Linked DNA regions of Ovis aries: region 1 is linked to region 2. A link is a contact called in public Hi-C data. All regions are on one chromosome and are shown on one strand. The core of a region is the stretch at or near the end of the contact, and the rest is flanking DNA. Distances in the headings are between cores, read along the strand shown.

Region 1 (4,171 bases), core at 132-2,631, 82 kb before region 2:
TTATTCAGTTCAGTCTTCTCTCATATCTGAAACTTAGGCACTTGTATTCCCTACTGACCTCCTCAAATCAAGACACTTCCTTTTGGTAAAAGAGCCTATCTTTCACTGCTTCTCCATTCTAGCCCTATCAGACCGCTTCACATAGTGAGTTCACACTCAAGTCCTAGAAATATCTGCACCAGGTACCGTCACACCTCCCAAGCTTGGCATACTTTGTTCTCGTTCTTCAGAATGCATTTTCTCCCTTCCATCTCTCTAAATAGACTCACAGTTCAAGACCCACCTCCAATATCCATTTACTGGGTGTAGCGTCTCCGAGAACAGACGGCAGTTTCCAAACCAATCCTCCAATGACAGTTTGCATATATTTCAACATATACCATTCTGCACTATTTATTGTCTAGCTCTCTTTTAAAGAATGAGCTGTTTCTTTTCTTAAATTTCTTAAAATCAAGTTGGATGAATGGACTTTGGTAAAGCATTCATACACATGCCTCATACAGAGGTGTGTGTTTGCGCCTGTGCCTGATAGATAAATGGCAACAGAAACACTAGAATTTTTTTTTTCATTCAAGATGGCAGAGAACGTCTTAAAATAGTCCCCACACAAAAGCACTCTCACCAAAGCCTCGAAACAGAAGAAATAGCTACACCTAGAGCAACAAGCAAAGGACAAAAGAATCAGATGCTGAGACGCCCCGGCCCTAATCACCCACAGGAGGTCCCACACACAGATCTTAAACCACGTTAGAAAACTAGCACCGGCTGCCTCCATTCGAAGAGCCACGCCGCGACAGTGAACGGTGACCTCGGGCACTTCTTGACACTGACCCCAAAAAAGGACGAAAAAGGGGGAGGCTAAGTCGTACGGGTGAGTCTCCAAAATCCACGACTGCGCCCCGCCCCAACCAGGAGCAGTTACCCCACCCCCACACCCCGCCAAGGCGTCTCCATCACCCGGGAAGGAACACGCAGGGCTCGCGTCCACCGGCCAGGCTGGGAATTCTGGGAGGGCCCGAGGCAGAGACTGGGCGAGGCAAGGGCGCCTCGGGCTACACCTGTCAGGCAGCGGCCAGCACTAGGCCCGGAAATCGACGAGATTCGGTGACCAAGAACGGCAGGAGCGTCACCCGCTCCCTCGCTCCCTCGATCGGCCTCTCGCCTTCTCCCTCGTCCTTCTCAAACAAAGGCAACTCACACGCACCGCCATTTTTCCCTTACCTCAAAAACCACCTCTTCGTCAAAATCCGGTGTCATCCTTCTCCGCCATGCCACCCGCCTCAGCACGATGGGAAATGAAGGCGGGAGAACAGGCTGCACCCAGGCGTCTGCCCCTGCCAGTCCTTGTGTGCAGAAAACTACAATTCCCATCATGCCTTGTAACTCACGCCCCCTTTTCAAGCCCGCTCATTGGAGCTGAGCTTGAGCATGTGGGCGGGAGGGGCGGGAACGGGATGAAACTTGGGCCCTCTGATTGGAGGAGGCTGGGGCTTTTGTCCGCCTTTTACGGCCGCAACTAGCAGGGGGCGCCTGGAGCTCTGATTTTTTTTTTTTTTTTGGAGCTAGAGAAGTCCGCGCACTGGCAAAGCGGCGTTGAGCACTGCTCGTGCGCGCGCGTGGACGTCCGCCCGGAGCTCCGCTGCTCGGTGCTCGTGCCCGCCTGCCCGTCGCCGGCGCTCGCGCCGGGGAGCGCCGCCGGGTCCTCAGAGCCGGCAGCTTCCTTTGTGCGGCGCTCACGTTGCGCCGCGGTCCCTCAGGACGGAATGTGGGCTCTGCGAGGATTTTTCTCTTCTGCCCAAATTCTTGAAACAATGGACTGTAAGGGGCGCGGGGATTAAGGGGGGCGAGCTGGGAAGCGAGCTTTACTGGGGAATCATGACTTCTGCTGCCGGTAAGTGACGGCGCTCAAGCTGCCGCTGGAAAGTTTGTAGCGAGCGCTGCAGGTTTGGGGCTCGGAGCTGCTTTCTCCCCCGGGATAGCTTAGTAGTGTTCCCTGTGCCTTTCTCCGGGACTGCAGCAAGTGCGGAGCAGACGGTGTTTGCTGCCGGATTTTCTCGTCCCTTCGTGCCTGGAGGGGCTCTTTGGAAATCATGTGTCTCTTGGGACCTCCCTTTAAAGGAAGACCTTGTTGGGGTCTCTTAGCTCCAGGAGAAACGGGAAATGTAAAGAGGGCATTTATTTATTCTTTTCTAAAATTTGAGCGACTTTGCCTTTGCGTATGAAAATAGTTTAGATTCCCATGTTAAGAAATCAGTTATTCTAGGAAAGGGCAGCGTTCCTGGAGTGTTGAACTTAGCCACTAGGCTGTGTGGCTTTAACCTCAGTGAGGACTGGAAACCCTGACCCTTAGTAAAGAGATGTAGACTTTGTTACTCCTGGGTTCCCCCCTGTTAGCTGAGAATCAGAGGAGTAGAACTGCCGATGCCAAGGTTTTTGTTCATCTTCACCCGGTTTTGGAGCTCTGTCTACCTGGTTAGTGAACACAAAGGCTTATTTTCTGTCTACCTCCCTTGGTCCTTTCCCTTCATCCATATGGCAAAGCCTGTTGTATTACCTTTGTGTGCACTCTGAAGAATTTTATGGACAACGTTCAGAAGGAACAGTTCCTATTTTCCGAAATAATTACTAAAGTAATATTATATTCCCTTATAAGAACATAGGTTAACTTTTAAGTTAGAATTTTTTTAATTTTTAATTTTTTAAAAATGACAATTTCGCCCACATTGAAAGAAATACACCTTCATTATACATTTAATAGTAAAATAGCGTAAGACTCCAAAGTTACTTCTAGAATCAGCAGTTAAGTATCAGATTAAGTTTTCTTAGCTTTTCTTGGCATTTGTTTTAAATTCCTGTAACTTGAAACTGTCAAACAGCACCCTAAATGTTCTGATTTGTGTTCTTTCTGAATACTAGATATGTTAGAGGTTGTACTGCTAGGTGTAATCTGATTACAAATTAAGGAGCTGAGAAGTTAGCCAATAGGAGTAGGAAAGCAAGGAGTGCAGTATTCCTGTAGTACTATCTCTGAAGATGTTGTGGATCTTCCCTTTAGATGTTATATGTGTGTGTAGAGGATGTCATCATATAGTGAGAATTATGTTATTTATTAACTCTTCTTTCCTTACCAAAGGAAGGCTTTCTACTTACTTGAGGTGAAGTATTTTCATCCTAAATTTCTGTGCCTCAGTGTAATGAACAAGACAAATTTTAAATTTAAAATTACTGGAGATTTTAAAATCCTTCCAGCCTGTTTTAACTCTTCCTTCTTTTACCAAACGCATTTAAAATTCGTACCTTGGATGTGTCAACTTTCAGTTCCAATCCCAACAGTTTATAAATGAACAGATACAGAAGCATTTAATTGACATTTAAATATGTAAACCTGATCTAGGTCTCAGTTTGGAATTGTATTATTTCATTTGAATGACCCTCAAATATTGCAGGCTGTTTTTATATTTATCAACTTTACAATTCAATCCACAGACATTTTTGTGGTGTTAAAAAGAGGGACACTTCCTGTGTTTAGCTGAGTTAGTTGGTTTTTAGCATAGCTGGCTGAGAAGCATTAACTACTTTTTTGCTTGCCCATCTGTTAAGATTTATTATAATTTTTTCACATGTCTAAATGGAGAATATAGAAAAGAACTGGGGTTTTATTTCCATCTTCTAACAAAATTATGTGTTCATCATTCTTACAAGCTGTTTATGATGCTCTTTGGAACAAAATTTAAATTCATTAAAACTTTAGGAACATTATTTGCAGCTGGGGGAGATGTTTGTTTACACTGAACCTAATCTGTGGCATTGTTTGGGCTGGTTGGCTTAATTTAAGGACATAAGAAAAATATAGAATATCTAAATTATATGTATTCTAAAGAAGAGCTTGTTTGTTTTTCTGCATCTGTGAAAGAGTAGGCCCACATAGAGATTTTAGAATTTTTAAAATCAGTATATGAGAAAAAGAGAGCTAATTATAGGAATGTATTTTATACCTTTTTGAACATGTACAGGTCTCAGAGTACATGTGCTGTACTTTGCTTTTTGGCTGGTCTAGTAGCTCAAAGTGTTGCACGTGGACCGCAGCCATCTGTGTGCAATAGATGACGAGTGTGTTTGTAATTGTTAGAATAGTGGTACTAGTGCTTTACACTCTTACCTTACTTTTCCC
Region 2 (4,494 bases), core at 1,751-4,250:
TATTACTTTTCCTATAATCTTGGCCTTCATTCCAGGATGGCATTAACTCCCTCTAGGTTTTAGAAATCCAGGATTTCCCATTTTGATAGAAAAATGGGATATTGAAAACATCTGTTGTAGTGTTACATCTGCCGTAGTGTTCTGAAGCTATAAATTTGAGTTGTGAACAGGCTAATAAACAGATATGACAAAAGATCAGAATCAGATTAATGCATGACTTTTAAAAATCCCCACTGAAGATTGAAACTTTTGCTTCTGAAAATTAAAACCTCTGCCTAGCAAGTGTTTGTTTGAAAACCATGGGCTGATTTTCTACATCTAAAATCATTCTAACATTTTCTCTAGAGCAAAACATGATGAAAGGCAGGGCTGTCCTGGACACCAGCCAAAGAATTTCGTCTCTAAGGAATCCAAAGCCCTTGATATAAGGCAGCTCCATCCTTGTGAAATGGGAGGGTCATAACATTCAAAATTCCTATTGTAATTAGCTCAGCTCTTGTTCTGTTGCAGTTCAAAATACTTTATTTGCAACTGTGATTCGTTGATAACTGGGGTGCTGCTGCTGCTGCTGCTAAGTCGCTTCAGTCATCTCTGATTCTGTGGGACCCCATAGACAGCAGCCCACCAGGCTCCCCTGTCCCTGGGATTCTCCAGGCAAGAACACTAGAGTGAAAAGTGAAAGTGAAGTCGCTCAGTCGTGTCTGACTCTTAGCGACCTCATGGACTGCAGCCCACCAGGCTCCTCCATCCATGAGATTTTCCAGGCAAGAGTACTGGAGTGGGGTGCCATTGCCTTCTCCAGATAACTGGGCTGGTGGGGACCAAATATGAATAAGAGGTTCTTTAAGTGGGCCTTGGCCGCAACGAAGCCATTTCTGTATATGTGAGATTCTCACTTGGTAAACTGGCAGCCTTAATGCTTGAAAAACGTTATCCACGAAGAAAAGCAATCTCAGTGAAGTAAAAATAATGGATGTTTACATTTGTTGGGAGACTTCCTTCTGGGGTTGACTCCTCTAAGGGCATTCTGGATATGCCAAGCCAACCTGTCCTGCTAAACAGGAACTGAAGGGAGAGTCTGTCCATTATAAGACCTGCTCTAAAATTTTGCCCTGCGATGAGCCTGGCATCAGGTTTGGTTTGTGAGTTCTTTGGGCATGCCCCTCTGGACCAGACTGATCAAAGTCTTAAGATAGGCCAGTGTTGCCTCAAGTGGTTATGTCCTGATGGACTCCCTGCCAAGTTCCAAGTCCAGCTTTCACTCTGCTCACCTTATTGGGTGCCCTGGTGAAAGGACTGCATCAGCCCAGGAGAATTGGACTTTATAATGTTTTTTGACACTTTCTGGCTGTGCCATGAGGCATGTGGGATCTTAGAGGCATATGGGATCTTAGTTCCTGAGCAGGGAGCAAACCCACAGCTCCTGCATTAGGAAGCACTGGACCATGGAGGAAGTCCTGAGAAATAAATGGTCTTTTTAATTCACAGAAAGGCATTGTCAGCTTTCCAAGAACATGAATTGGTAAGCATGAGAGCCTGGAAAGGTCACTTTACTAACTTAGGCAGCTCTGGACCACATACTGAACTGAGAAGGGTTCCCAACTGAGTTCTCCATATTTGAAAAGCGGGAGAATCAGAGCAAAGACTGGATCACTTTTTAATTAATCAGACCCTCCGAGCATCATCTCAGCTGCTTAATAAAATATGGAGGAAAAGGTGGTAACCCCTAGGTGAATGTCATTTAGTCCATCATAAATGCAGGAAACATCTGCTGAACATGCAATTTTATTGCATATTGTTTTAGATGCTGGTAATAGAAGAGTAATTAATCAGGCTCCGATCCTCCTGCAATCCACAGTTTAGCATTTGTGTTTAAAGGGATACCTGACACCGCAGAACCATGTCCTCAGATTCGCAACACTCAGCTTTGGAACGCTACCCTTTGTGTATGCTCATTTCCTCTGTTCTTTGCCATCAACCCTTTCTGAGCAAACAGTCCAGGAATCTGACTGGGTGCTGTTGAATTAAAAAAGTCCCTGATTCTCACAGATGACTCTTCTTTAGGAAATTGTTACTATACCTCTGAATAGTTTTCTGCCTTGAGTTGCTTATTCATTGATTAGGCAATCAAGGAATGGTAAGGCTTACTAGGAGTCCATATATTGAAAACTTAGAGCTCTAACAAGATATGGTGTTTTTTAGGTTCTCATTCTTTTATGAGAACGTGGAAGAATATGTCCTTATGTATGAGGACAAAATTAACTTGCTTAATCCTTGAGGCTGCACATGCTAAATTAGTTAGTTTTGTGCCGCTACTGTTGGATGATGGTAATTATGGGGATTAATTAACCTTTATTAATCAATGGTGCCACCTGGTGGCCGGAAAGTACATTTTGTGGTGCCCATGCAGACCTCACCAGCCTGTTTTTCTTTGACATAAATAACTTCAGTAGTATTTGAGGCATTTTTAGTACTGAAGTTTTGAAAAATGCTTTGCTTGGTTTGTTGAAAACAAGAAAGTCATGGAATACTATAAATCCAACATGGTAAATCGAAATGACGCCTGTGTTCTCATTTTTTAAAATGATCTCCGTCAGGATCAGTTCAGTTCAGTTGCTCAGTCATGTCCAACTCTTTGCGACTCCATGGACTGCAACACACCAGGCTTCCCTGTCCATCACCAACTCCTGGAGCTTACTCAAATTCATGTCCATTGAGTCGATGATGCCATCCATCCATCTCATCCTCTGTCGTCCCCTTCTCCTCCCGTCTTCAATCTTTCCCAGCATCAGGGCCTTTTCCAATGAGTCAGTTATTCGCATTAGGTGGCAGCAGGATAGTAGGACCTAAATGATACGTAGTGAACAATTCCATATGACCAGTGCAGGCGTGTCTGTCTCGTCTCCCTTCCTGGGTTTCACCTGGGTTATGACACTCACTGGGACAGCTGGTGATTTCATTGCTCCTTCCGTCTGACTCAGAGGGTGATCAGTCTCCTGCTCATTCTGTAGTTAGGGCATGGAGTGATTCTTAACTGAGGGGCTCATGGTTGGGTCTTCCTAGAAAAGGTAAAAGTTCTCAAAAGGAAGATGTACTGCAATGAGATAACCTGAAAATACGGATGAATACATTAGAAAGTTGAAATTCTAAAATTCACTTTTGGAAAGCTGAATTTTGAAAGTTGAATTTTAAGTTGTTGTTTTTTTTTAATTGGCAAGGAAAGTAAACCTAACCCCATTATCTCCTTGATTAATAGCATGATTTTGCAACAGCTTTGTGGTGGGGTTTTTGCTCAGCCAATCTGTGTCTTTCCACTTTGTTCCTAAAAGTTTAGGTTGGCGAGCAGTAGCTGAGCTTGAGTACAAGGGAAGAAAATGCAACTCAGAAACTTATCAGGCTTAGCATAGTGATTCTGAGGTCAGGATTTCCTAATATGGACAACCTCCAGTGACCTCTTTTGGTTTAGAGAAATGTCTCAGTTTGCATGGATATGTTTCTGTATTAAAGAACAAGAATCAAAGACAAAATAGGAACTTGCTGTGAATCTGATGCTTAGGTAAATCTGCTTTCATTTCTGCACTCTTCTGCTCCCCAGGCTTAAAGGAACATCCCTTTTGATTAATGAGGTAGCCTAAAAAGAGTATGGTTTTCTTCCTAACCCTGTCACTCTCATGGAAAAGTTAAATATTTGGATTCACAAAAAAAGACTTATACAGGGAATGCATTCTGAGTGGGGTCAGAGTGAGATTAAATTCTTTTTTCATCCCTGGATGAGGCTAAGTATAGTGTACGGTCAATATATTTTGTTAGTTTTGGAGATTTTCTTATTTGATTGGAAGAATGCTCTCCAGTGTGTGTTCGGATTAGTTTTGGGTCTAGGTTGCTTGTGATGGCCTCTGGCGAGATAGAACCTCTGCTGTGGCTCACAGAAGCTTAATGCCGTCTCCCACAGTATCTCGCCATGACTTCCTGCCAGGGCTGCGTAGTTACAGTGTGCATGTCTAGACTCACACAGGTCCTTAGATCAGTGTCTCAAAGAAGTATAGTTTCAACAGTTGGGTGTGTATGTTTATGTCATCTATTAAGTTTGAAAAGCTGGCACCAATGTCCAAGTTTCTCTTTGTGCCTTTTTGAGCATGACTTCATAAATCCATGGGATGAAATTATTTTTGTTCCATAATATTGCTAAATGGAGATTGCATGGTAGTAACTCACTTCAGTCGTGTCTGACTCTTTGCAACCCCATGGACTGTAGCCTGCCAGGCTCCTCTGTTCATGGGACTCTCCAAGCCAGAATATTGGAGTGGGTTACCATACCCTCCTCCAGGAGATCTTCCTGACTCAGGGGTCAAAACTGCATCTCTTATGTCTCCTGCGTTGGCAGGCGTGTTCATTACCACTAGCGCCCACCTGGGGGGTGCAAGTGGTGTGATGGTCTCTGGCAAGATAGAACCTGTGTTGTGGCTCACAGAGGCTTAATGTCATCTACAGTAT

Evidence for each region. Hi-C and Micro-C count contacts between places; a contact is called where the count stands out from the background.
Region 1: a contact with region 2 is called in a Hi-C map of mixed tissues, with 3 times the contacts expected there. The contact joins the promoter of VEZT here to the enhancer-like site in region 2. A contact is called at or near these places in 11 of 16 Hi-C or Micro-C datasets (blood, hypothalamus, liver and 5 more).

Annotation. Positions count from the first base shown.
Region 1 is chr3:131,380,192-131,384,362 of ARS-UI_Ramb_v3.0, reverse strand. It overlaps VEZT (vezatin, adherens junctions transmembrane protein), which reads right to left and starts at 1,381. Exons shown (of 12, transcript XM_042246622.1): 1 at 1,222-1,381. The coding sequence starts at 1,374. It overlaps FGD6 (FYVE, RhoGEF and PH domain containing 6), which reads left to right and starts at 1,706. Exons shown (of 20, transcript XM_042246620.2): 1 at 1,706-1,891. The coding sequence starts at 1,876.
Region 2 is chr3:131,299,962-131,304,455 of ARS-UI_Ramb_v3.0, reverse strand. All of the region lies in intron 8 of FGD6 (FYVE, RhoGEF and PH domain containing 6), which reads left to right. Among named protein-coding and RNA genes, the nearest start is that of NR2C1, 32 kb to the right of the region's middle. Within about 2 kb of position 3,000, at least 7 of the 54 cell types and tissues checked have an H3K27ac peak or open chromatin away from gene starts, as enhancers often do.